Linked DNA regions of Sus scrofa: region 2 is linked to region 1. Evidence: chromatin contacts called from public Hi-C data. All regions are on one chromosome and are shown on one strand. Each heading gives the region's core, a stretch centred on a gene start, on an enhancer-like site or on the middle of the called end of the contact. The rest is flanking DNA. Distances are from core to core; before and after follow the strand shown. Region 1 overlaps ADCY2 (adenylate cyclase type 2). Region 2 holds the start of ADCY2 (adenylate cyclase type 2).

The links. A called contact is a pair of places that touch in the nucleus more often than the background predicts.
Region 2: a contact with region 1 is called in a Hi-C map of skeletal muscle, with 5 times the contacts expected there. The contact joins the promoter of ADCY2 here to the enhancer-like site in region 1. A contact is called at or near these places in 4 of 47 Hi-C or Micro-C datasets (embryonic fibroblasts, psoas muscle and skeletal muscle) and 1 of 2 datasets of contacts at active chromatin or transcription factors (skeletal muscle).

Annotation. Positions count from the first base shown.
Region 1 is chr16:74,464,400-74,469,241 of Sscrofa11.1, reverse strand. The region is part of intron 4 of ADCY2 (adenylate cyclase type 2); the gene reads left to right. Among named protein-coding and RNA genes, the nearest start is that of C16H5orf49, 180 kb to the right of the region's middle. Within about 2 kb of position 2,706, at least 10 of the 83 cell types and tissues checked have an H3K27ac peak or open chromatin away from gene starts, as enhancers often do. A contact at or near this core is called in skeletal muscle, where this site is marked.
Region 2 is chr16:74,727,949-74,732,790 of Sscrofa11.1, reverse strand. ADCY2 (adenylate cyclase type 2) reads left to right here and starts at 2,792. Exons shown (of 28, transcript XM_021077007.1): 1 at 2,792-3,044. The coding sequence starts at 2,817.

The DNA.
Region 1 (4,842 bases), core at 1,457-3,956:
GAAAGATCAGAAAGACAGTCGTCGTCCCTGACACATGAAAATCACATGAAATTAAGGTTTCAGCTTCCATACATGAGGTGTTGGCTCGCCACACACTCATTCATTTTCTCTTGTCTGTCACCACTTTCCCGCACCAGCACTGGGTCATGGGGACAGAAGTGATGGGCACACGAAGCTGGCGCTGTTCGTCTCCTGGCCTTATGGCAAGCATGCCAGTCCCCGTGCTGGGCTGTGCGGGGGAGGCTCTGTGTCAGACACCGTTCCCTCCCATTGTTAGGACTCTGCTCCTTGACCTTGAGGCTGCAAGATGCCCTGTCCCACCTCTGCCGGGAGGAAACAGCCCCTTGCCAAACGGCCAGCCTCGGATGCGGCCCAGAGCGCTGCCGCTGCTTAGCAGTTTAGGTGCAGCTGGGTGACTGGCATCCACAGAAGGTGGCAGTGTGGGGACCAGGACAGCGAGAGGAGAGATTGGAGAACATGTAAAGTGACTCGAGAGCATTTAAACAAGTCGCTGGTGAGGCTCTGGAAGTGAAGTGGCAGCGGGGGCAAGTCAGAGCAGGCAGCGGCTTTCTGCTCACCGACCCCAGCAGCCCCGTGGGGGCCCCGCATCCTGCCCACCTCCTTCTCTGTGGTCCTGATGAAGGACTCTGGTAGGGGCTGAATCGAGAGAGACCTCGGGAGAAACCAGCCCTGCCAGCTCCCTGATCTTGGACTTCCAGCCTCCAGAACTGTGAGGAAGTCCATTTCTGTAGTTTAAGCCCCCACTCCCCCCCCCACCTTTTTTTTAACTTTTTTAGGGCTGAGCCCACAGCATATGGAAGTTGTCAGGCTAGGGATTGAATCGGAGCTACAGCTGCTGGCCTACAACAGGATCCCAGCCATGTGTGGGACCTGCAGCACAGCTCACGGCAATGCCAGGTCCCCAACCCACTGAGGGAGACCAGGGATCGAACCTGCATCCTCTTGGGTCCTAGTTAGATTCATTTCCGCTGCACCACAGCAGGAACTCCGTGGCGCTTTCTCCTAGCAGCCCTAGGAAGGAACAGTGTCATGCAGCCACCTTGGCAGGCACGCTCCATGCACAGGTAGCGTGTCCCTTGCTTTCCTCAGCACAAAGTATGCTCGCAACAGTGACATGGAGCAATTCTCCAAGACTCCTGAGTTCCAGCGCTTCCCGGAGGACAAGGATGGTGAGAGGGTTCTATTGACCCAATTATTTCATCACCTTCTTAAGCAAAGCTGCATTTTAAGCACAGGCAACGTGTGTGACAGGCGGTGAAATGGGATGCTGCCTAGAGCACGGGTTCTCAGGCTCCACGCTGTTGACGTGTGGAGCCGGACCCTTCTCTGCTGTGGGGCCACCTGTGCACTGTAGGATCTTGAGCCACACCCCTGCCCTCTACCCACTATGTGCCAGTAGCATCCTCCAGATGTGACAGCCAACAGTGTCCCCAGGCACTGCCAGGTGCTCCCTAGGGAGGTACGGAATTGTCCGCAGGTGCAGACACTGGGGTAGACTGAGACCCCTTCTGCTCTTGCCTTCTTCCTCCCCGTAGGGTTTTATTTACTTATTTATTTGGGATCTTGCAGGACCACCCTTTAAAGTAGCTATTGAGCCACCCCGTTTCTACTATGCAAGGATCTCCATCCTCCCTCAGCTGGGAAACTGATAATGCCTTTAATTTGCTTCTCTCTGAGGGTTTACAGGCATTAGGAAGAATTTTCTGGGTTTTGTCTGCTCAGTGAGACCGCTTAGACAGGTGGCCAGGGGTTAAGAGCTAAGCACACGCCACATCACACTCAGCCCTGGTACCTTCTCTTTCTCTTCTTGGTCATTGGTTCCAGAAGTTTAAGATACTGGGCCATGCCCTTTTTGGTGTTGTTGCTGTTATTGGTGAATTTTCCTTGTTGCTTTTTATAATGTTGGCCTATTGCGTTCCGTACCATGGGAGGGAGGTTGTGCCCTATAGTTTTCACATGGCAACTGAATGTGGCCACCTAGTTTATGAATCTACTTATAGTCATCAACAAACAGAGTCACAATTACTGATCATTTAATTAGTATAAAAATCTGGAATTGCAAAGGACAAGCAAATAAAATGCATTCTCTCTGCACAGTTTACACCATAACGGAGGAGCCAATGTAAGTGAAAAGAGAGAATAACTGAGTGGTAAGTGGGCATTGTTGACAATGAAGTGAATCTTCATTCAGAGAACACATCCACGCATGTGGGCTGGAACGAGTCTAAGCAGGTTTCTGAGCATCAAGGCTAACAGACCTCCTGCGTAGCACGCATGATCTCAGCCCTCTCTGAGCATTAATCCCGTTAACCCCACAGCAGCCTCCGTGTAGCTGACTCTTCTCATCCCCTTTAAGATGAGGGGCAATGGGGTCCTTACTGTACACCACAGGCCACTGTGTCCAGCCTCTTGGGTAGAACATGATGGAATGAAAAAAAGAGTGTGTGTGTGTGGGTGTGTGTGTGTGTGTGTGGGTGTGACTGGGTCACTGTGCTATACGGCAGAAATTGACTATTAAATCAACTATACTCTAAAAAACAAGTTAAAAATAAAAGATTAGGGGCAAGAGCTAATCTTAAAGGAGAAAGAAGAAAGAAACAAAACACCAAGTACAGCAGGACAGAGCTTACAGGGAGAAATGAGCAGACGTCACTCTGGAATGTTATGAACGATACGGTAAAAAGACCAGTAGGCACGCCCGGATCAGATGATAAGCGCGGTGGAAATGTTTAGGCCAGTTTTTGTAACCGGAGTGGATGGGATCGGTGAGCTCACCAGGTCAGTGATGTCATCACTACCGCTGTTGATCGTGTGTTGCTGTTGGAAGCAGAGAATAGCTGGCGGCTGCCCGCTTGCACTGATAGAAGCATACAGCTGTGGTAGAACACTTGCAAATGCAAGTGTCTGTTGTCATGATTTTTTAAAAAATAATTATTTGGAAAGGGAAGAGATAATTCTGTTTCACTTTGTAAATGTTTTGGCACTTTAAAGTGTGATTTTTTTTTTTATTCTGTAAGCTTGCAGTATTGGGCTACAAATGACTGAGGGTCACACATTTTATTGTATGTGAGTTTCATGATTTTGAATCCAAGTTGAATAAGAGTCTGAGGTCCATCAAGTGAATTGGATGCTTTGGATGCCTCTGCGCTATCATAATTGCATATTTTACATGCAAAGAACATCTTGCTTTGGGTAGTGTGGTCTGGTATGCTTTTATCAGCTACCAGAAAAGAAGTTGAGTAAAAATCACTCAACAGAACAGAACATTCCCAGATATTTCAATGGATCACTTAAGAAAAAATTATGAACCACATCCAAATGCCATTTCATTACTTTTTCCTTTTCCTTTCAAGACTGTTTATTTAAGAAATCTCTTTAATCCTATTCAATTTTTAAAATTTTTATTTCATGACAAAAAACCAACATGAGTTTTTTAAAACCCTCTTTTACTGAGCTAATTCATATGAATTTATGTCTAAAACAATCTTAAAATAAATTGAAAGTGACTCATTGCATTTCTAGACAGCTGCTTAATTTCCATTGTCTATCTTGTTTGCTTAAAGGCATTTCTAAGAATTATTTCCCGAGTGTTCATTTGAGGTGGAAGCCAAAATGGGAACACTGTAGGCAGAATTAAGTAGCCTTTTCCTCAATTCTCACCCAGAGCTGGTCTGCCTTCTTATCCTCTGGAGTGTCTGCCCAGCCTGGAGCAAGTGTTCGGAATAAGACTGAGACGAGAGATAGTTGTGGGCAAGGCTGGACCCAAGGTGAATTCACAGAAAGTCAACTTGGGTCCAGCGTAGGTGAGACCCGACTTGACCTGGGTCCCGGAGTCCTCACAGAGAGGCCCAGGGCCTCCAGAGCCCCTAGAAATGATTTAACCCTTGAGTCCACCAGGCCTGGGACCATGGATTTTGGAAGCCTCTGGCTCCCAGTCTGTGTCTGATAGAACACACCACGACTTTTCCCCATCCCTTGAATTGGGACAGGCATGTTTTTTGCTTTGACCAACAGAATATAGGAAACTGATGCTCTATGAATTCTGTGCTAAGGCCTTAGGGGGCCCCGAGATCCCCTCTTGATTTCTGGAACTGCTGACCTGATATCACCGTCAGGAAACCAGTCCAGCCTAACGGAGGATGAGTGGCCACAGGGAGAACCAAGACCCAGAGGCCGGCCAGCAGCAACTGCCAAACCAACGAAAGGCCCACGTTGGACCTTCCATCCGAGCCAGCCTTCCAGCCAAACACAGTCACGTGACCGGCCTGCAGCAAAACCAGCAAAGGAACCTTCGGCTGATCCACAGCCTCATGGAATGGGATCAGGGTAGGGGAGAAAGACATCACTGATCCAAACCACCAGTCTTGGGATGATTTGTTTTGCAGCAGAAGATAACTGAACTGCATCCCTAATCCAAAGCAGGCGTCAACTCCAGTCAGCGTGGACCCAGGAGCCCAGGGAAACAGCATGCTCTTGGATTCTTTCCTTAGACATCGCTGCCTAGGACTCAGTATCGGGGCAGACGCCAGCCTTTCGCATGTCGGTGTAGTGCTCCTGAAAATGCATTTGCTGGTTGACACGTGTTTTATTGGCATGACGAACTTGGGACGCCCCAAGCGTATGTATGTTGATGTCGTTAATTTCAATATGGTGGTAAATACATCTTTTGAGTGTAACGTAGCATCTTGTCCTTGGCCATGGCGTTCATTCCCATGCTGATCTCGGGTTTTGCTTTCTGGCAGAAAACTTGCCCTCTGTGCCCTTTGGCAGGGCTGCAGCTCATAAGTTATTCATCCTTTTTCCCTCCTCTCCCCCGTGCTC
Region 2 (4,842 bases), core at 1,543-4,042, 260 kb before region 1:
CAGGTTCGATCCCTGGCCTTGCTCAGCGGGTTAAGGATCCGGCATTGCCGTGAGCTGTGGTGAAGTTTGCAGCCGCAGCTCGGATCCCACGTTGCTGTGGCTCTGGCCTAGGCGCCAGCTACAGCTCCGATTCGACTCATAGCCTGGCAACCTTCATATGCCGCGGGAGCGGCCCAAGAAATGGCAAAAAAACAAACAAACAAAACAACAACAACAACAAAAAAAACCACTAGAAAGAAGGAGAAAATAATTAAACAAGTACTTTCCCCTCACAAGTATTTCAGTTTTTTCTTTTTAAACCATTAACCTTAATTATAGATTATTTACTTTTTCTTCCTTCTTGAGTGGGTGAAGGAAGCCTTTTACCAACACAAAAGGGTGAAAAAGCGTCAAGAATTGGAAGAGATGCTGTTCCTCCGACAGGAAATTCTGGAAATGCACAACTCTGCCGAATCCAGACAGGCGGAGCCTCAGGGCAGAAGGTGCAACTTCCCACCCAGCCCGGCTTCCTTGGGAGTAATCCGCCGCTGCCCGTTGGTAAACCGATTCCTCAGTCCTTGTCTTGCAGCTTTTGATCTCAGAACCACCCAAACCCCAAGTCCCCCTGGTCCAAAAGAAAGAACCGAGCCCTGTGGGCGAGTGAGTCTGGATTCATGGGAAAGGCTCAGATTGCAATTACCCGGTTACATGCGGGTTATGTCTACAGCCAGGTGTGCGAGTTAGCGAGGTGGGCAGGCAAGGTGGGGTGGGAGCGGCAGACCAAGAGCCCGACAGAGAGTTCCATCTCCCGCTAGAGCCGGAGCCTGTGGAGACGCCAGGGGACATTCAGGGTAGGGGACCTCTGTCCGTTGCCTCCTCCTCTTTCCCCTCCTTTCCTGGTCCAGGGCAGGAGGATCCCGGGTCCTGGACACCCCCTCCCCATCCCCAGCCGAGATCTCAGGCAGCAGGTGGTAGAGCTGGGCCTTTCTCTGGCCTACACCCCCCCCCCCGCACCCCCCCCCTGCAGAGCACGTATGCCCTGCGGCTAAAAATAAAGCCCCTAGAAGCCTTTGGGTCCCCTCTCTCTTCGTGGCTTAGGTCCTGGGGTCACTGGGCATGCAGCTACCCAGGTCACGTGCCCCTGCCAGGAAGGAGGAGAGGACCGGCCAGAGGGGGCGGGGGGCCTGTTCAGGAAGGTTCCCCAGTGTTAGGCGGTGCCGGGGCCCAGAGCACCCAGCGCTAGACCCAGGCGACGAGCTCATAGGCATAAGCCCCTGGGCTGTTTGCTGGTGCCCCACAGGGCAGGTTGGGGTCCTTGGATTCCTTCGGCTTTGGGAGGAGGTGGGATTTGCGGGTCTTGGGTGCAGGAGGAAAGCTCCAGAACAGAGAGCTCCTTTGGAGTGCCAATGCGCTTTCCCCTAACCAGGGTTTTTTTTTGGGGGGGGGGGCTACACTGCCCTAGCAGCCGTCCGCTCCCACCGTCCAGCCTGGTCTCTGGCGCCCCCCGCGCCCAGTCCCCTAAGGCCACACGGAGGGAGCGAAGCTCAGAGCCGCCCCTCCGCCCCCCCGCCCCGCGTCCCGCGCGGCGCCCAGCCACTCTCTCCTGTCGCATCCTCGCCGCCGACCGCGCCAGAGCAGGGGTTCAGCGGGGACCCTGGACCAGCTGGAGGGCTCCTCCTAAACTCCAACACGGAAAACCTTGCCCCCTCGGGTACCTCCAAAGTGTGACTTAAGCTGAAACCGCAGGGCGCGGGAGGCTGCCTCCCCGAGGACGTGGCGGGGTGCAGCGTTCAATCACACCCGCCTCTCTGCTCCATGGCGCATTTGGGGCTGTTCTCTGCCAAGGGGTCTCCTCGCATCTCAGTGCCTTTCCGACCTCCCTAGAGAAGCTCCCTGCCCCTGAGATTGTGGCGGGGGCGAGGGGGCGGGCGCGTGGGAGCCCCCCAACCCGCCGGGCCGAGATGAAGAAGAGGGTGGGAAGGACTACCCACGAAGGGGGTGCGGAGCGGAGGAGAATCCCAGCGCCCAGACAGTGAAAAGGAGGAGGTCCCCGCTGTCCTCTGAGCAGGGCTGCCAAAGGATGGGAGGGGTCCTCCCCAGCTGCGCTCTGCGAAAGTGGGGAGCAGTGTGGGAGCGCCCCCCCCACCCCCGCAGCCCACTCCGAGGCCGGGGATCCGGGGCGGTCGGAGTGCCCCTCCCCGCTGCACTTTGGAGCTGCCGGAGAGGAGTTAGGAGCCCCCGCAGTCTTCCGAGCGAGGTGGGGAGGGCAGCGAGTGGGAACCCCCAGGCGGTGCTCCAGGACCGCGCAGAGGACGGTGGGAGCCCCCTCCCCACCCCAGGCTGGGCGAGTGGCCAGGAGGTGGACGGCGCTGTGGCGGAGTGTGGGCGGGCCACACAGGGGGACGTCCTCGGCTGGGGCGCGGCCCACGCCCCCCGGCGCCGCACTCCGCGCGGTCCGCCCGCCCCCGCCTCCATCAGCGCGCGCGGCCGGGCCGTCGAGGGGCGGCGGCGGGTGGAGGCCCGGCTGCGCCGCGCGGGGTGGGGGCAGAGGCGGCCCGAGCGCCCCCTGTCGCACCCGCCCCCTCCCGCGCGGTGGCGGCAGCGGCGCCGCCGGGAGCTGCCCCCGAGGCCACCGCCCGGCCCCCGCCCGCGCGTCAGCGCGCCCAGCCCGGGGCGCGGAGCTCCGCCCGCGCCGGAGGCCCCAGCGCGCAGCTCGGAGTGCGGGCAGCCGGGCCGGCCGAGGCGGCGCGGGGGTGGGACGCCGGTGGTGGCGGCGGGCGAGCGGGCGGCGCAGCCCCGGCCGGGCGCGCTCGGCGGGCGCCCCGCGAGCCGCCCCGATGTGGCAGGAGGCGATGCGGCGCCGCCGCTACCTGCGGGACCGCGCCGAGGCGGCGGCGGCGGCGGCGGCGGGCGGCGGCGGCGGCGACGGGCTGCAGAGGTCCCGGGACTGGCTGTACGAGTCCTACTACTGCATGAGCCAGCAGCACCCGCTCATCGTCTTCCTGCTGCTCATCGTCATGGGCGCCTGCGTCGCCCTGCTCGCCGTCTTCTTCGCGCTCCGGCTGGTGAGTGGCCTCCCCGCGGGACCTGCGCCGCGCGCTCCGGGGCCCCGAGAGGAGAGGGAGAGGGACCTCCCCGCCAGCCGCGTCCCGCCCGCCCGGGGCCGGCCCGCGGCCCGCGGCTCTCGCCCCTCCGGCCCGCCGGCGGCCGGCCTGGCTCGGGCGAGGACTGCGGGCAGGAGAAAAGTTTCCGTGGAAGGTTCTGCCCAAAATAAAGTTGCCCGGCGTGCACCAGGTGGACCGGCAGGGCGTGCGTTTTCCAGCTCTGCGCACCCGCGGGCAAAGTCTCCGCGCTTTTCCCCCGGCGCCGCTGCCGGCCACATCCGCTCAAGTCGGTCTCCATCCGAATCAGCATCGCGCGGCTCCGCGAGGCCGCTCGCTGCACGGCCCCTGAGCTGGCATTTTAGTTTGGGTCGGACGGTTCTTTAACTCGGTAAAAAAACCTGCCTTGGGAAAGTGGTTAAGGGCGAGGAAACGGAAGGCTGGTATGTTATTGTACATCTCTGCCTTTAAATCTGTATTCATTTAGCCCCATGGACAGAGAGAACGGGGGTGTTGACTTGTGAGTCTGCATCCTCTGAGTGTCTAAGTAAGAAGCATCGGTGGACCGTGGCTGTTGATGGTGGTCGCTGTTCTGTACAGGTTATCAAACTGGATTTCCTCACTGGGAGCATAATGCAACTCCACGGCTGATGTCAGTTTGGCCAATTTATATTTTTCCAGCAGAAATCCTTGGCTCACTCCCTTGAGCAGAGAGGGGAAATCTGTAGATGGCAGTAAACTTCCTGTTACTGATCTTTCTGTTGGTGTGGTTCAAACTTTTGCACCGCCTATGATATGTATGTGCAGATTGGGTGCCAGCCATTGATTATCCAGTGAGATATTTTTGGTCGCTGGTTTGATCTGGGGTTGTCTGCACCCAATGGCTTTTTTTTTTTTTTTTTTTTTTTTAGCTTAGCTTATAAACATGCACTCAGCAAAAGCGTGGGTGTTTGCTTTTATTTCACCACGTGTGCAAAATAGCTGTCCTTGGTATTTGGCAGTTTATTCCTGATATCCTGAGCCAGATGGTGTGCAAATATTATGCATGGGAAAACTTGTTATCATCATGGGTTCTTTAAAAAATGAAGTTTTCCTTTCCCGCACACTAGTCAAGAGGTGCTGCCTTCTGATGGAATTCAGTGAGATAAGAATAAACATTAGAAAGCAGAAGATCAAGATGCCGCCAATCACATCTGGTCCGTGTCCTATACAAAACCGAGAGCAGATTGAGTCTGTATTCCGGGTGTCAGTTCCGGGCAGCCCTCACAGCCTTATGACCAGCCCAGAATGCTCCGTGGAATGGCATCTTTGTCTCTTGTCACCACTTTTGGGGCCAAAGAGGACTTGAAGAAAGACTTAGGCTCAGTCTTATTGGCAAGTAGGGTTTCTGGAAGCATTCCTTTCCGTTTCTCTTCATTCGTGCAGGGAAGAAGACAGGTTCCTTTTCCTCGGGAAGTCTGTTCTGCCAGGACAGTGTGCTTGTGATTCTGTTGAATCTGTAATTCAAACCTGTTTGGGCTGCTTCTCTTCCAAATGGAAAAGGAGGAACAGGTGATAGCCTATTTATAGCGCCATTAATATATTTAAAGACAAGTGTGAAGTTCATGCCTCCCCTACACACAGCGCTTGCTTTGTTTGCTATGACACTGATCTCCAACTTCTTAAACCTGGATCTATGCAGATGTTCTTGAATGGGGCATCAGAGATTCATTGCAGTCAGCTGAACGCTCCCTTCCCTAATTTGTCTTTGATCTCTGTGTTT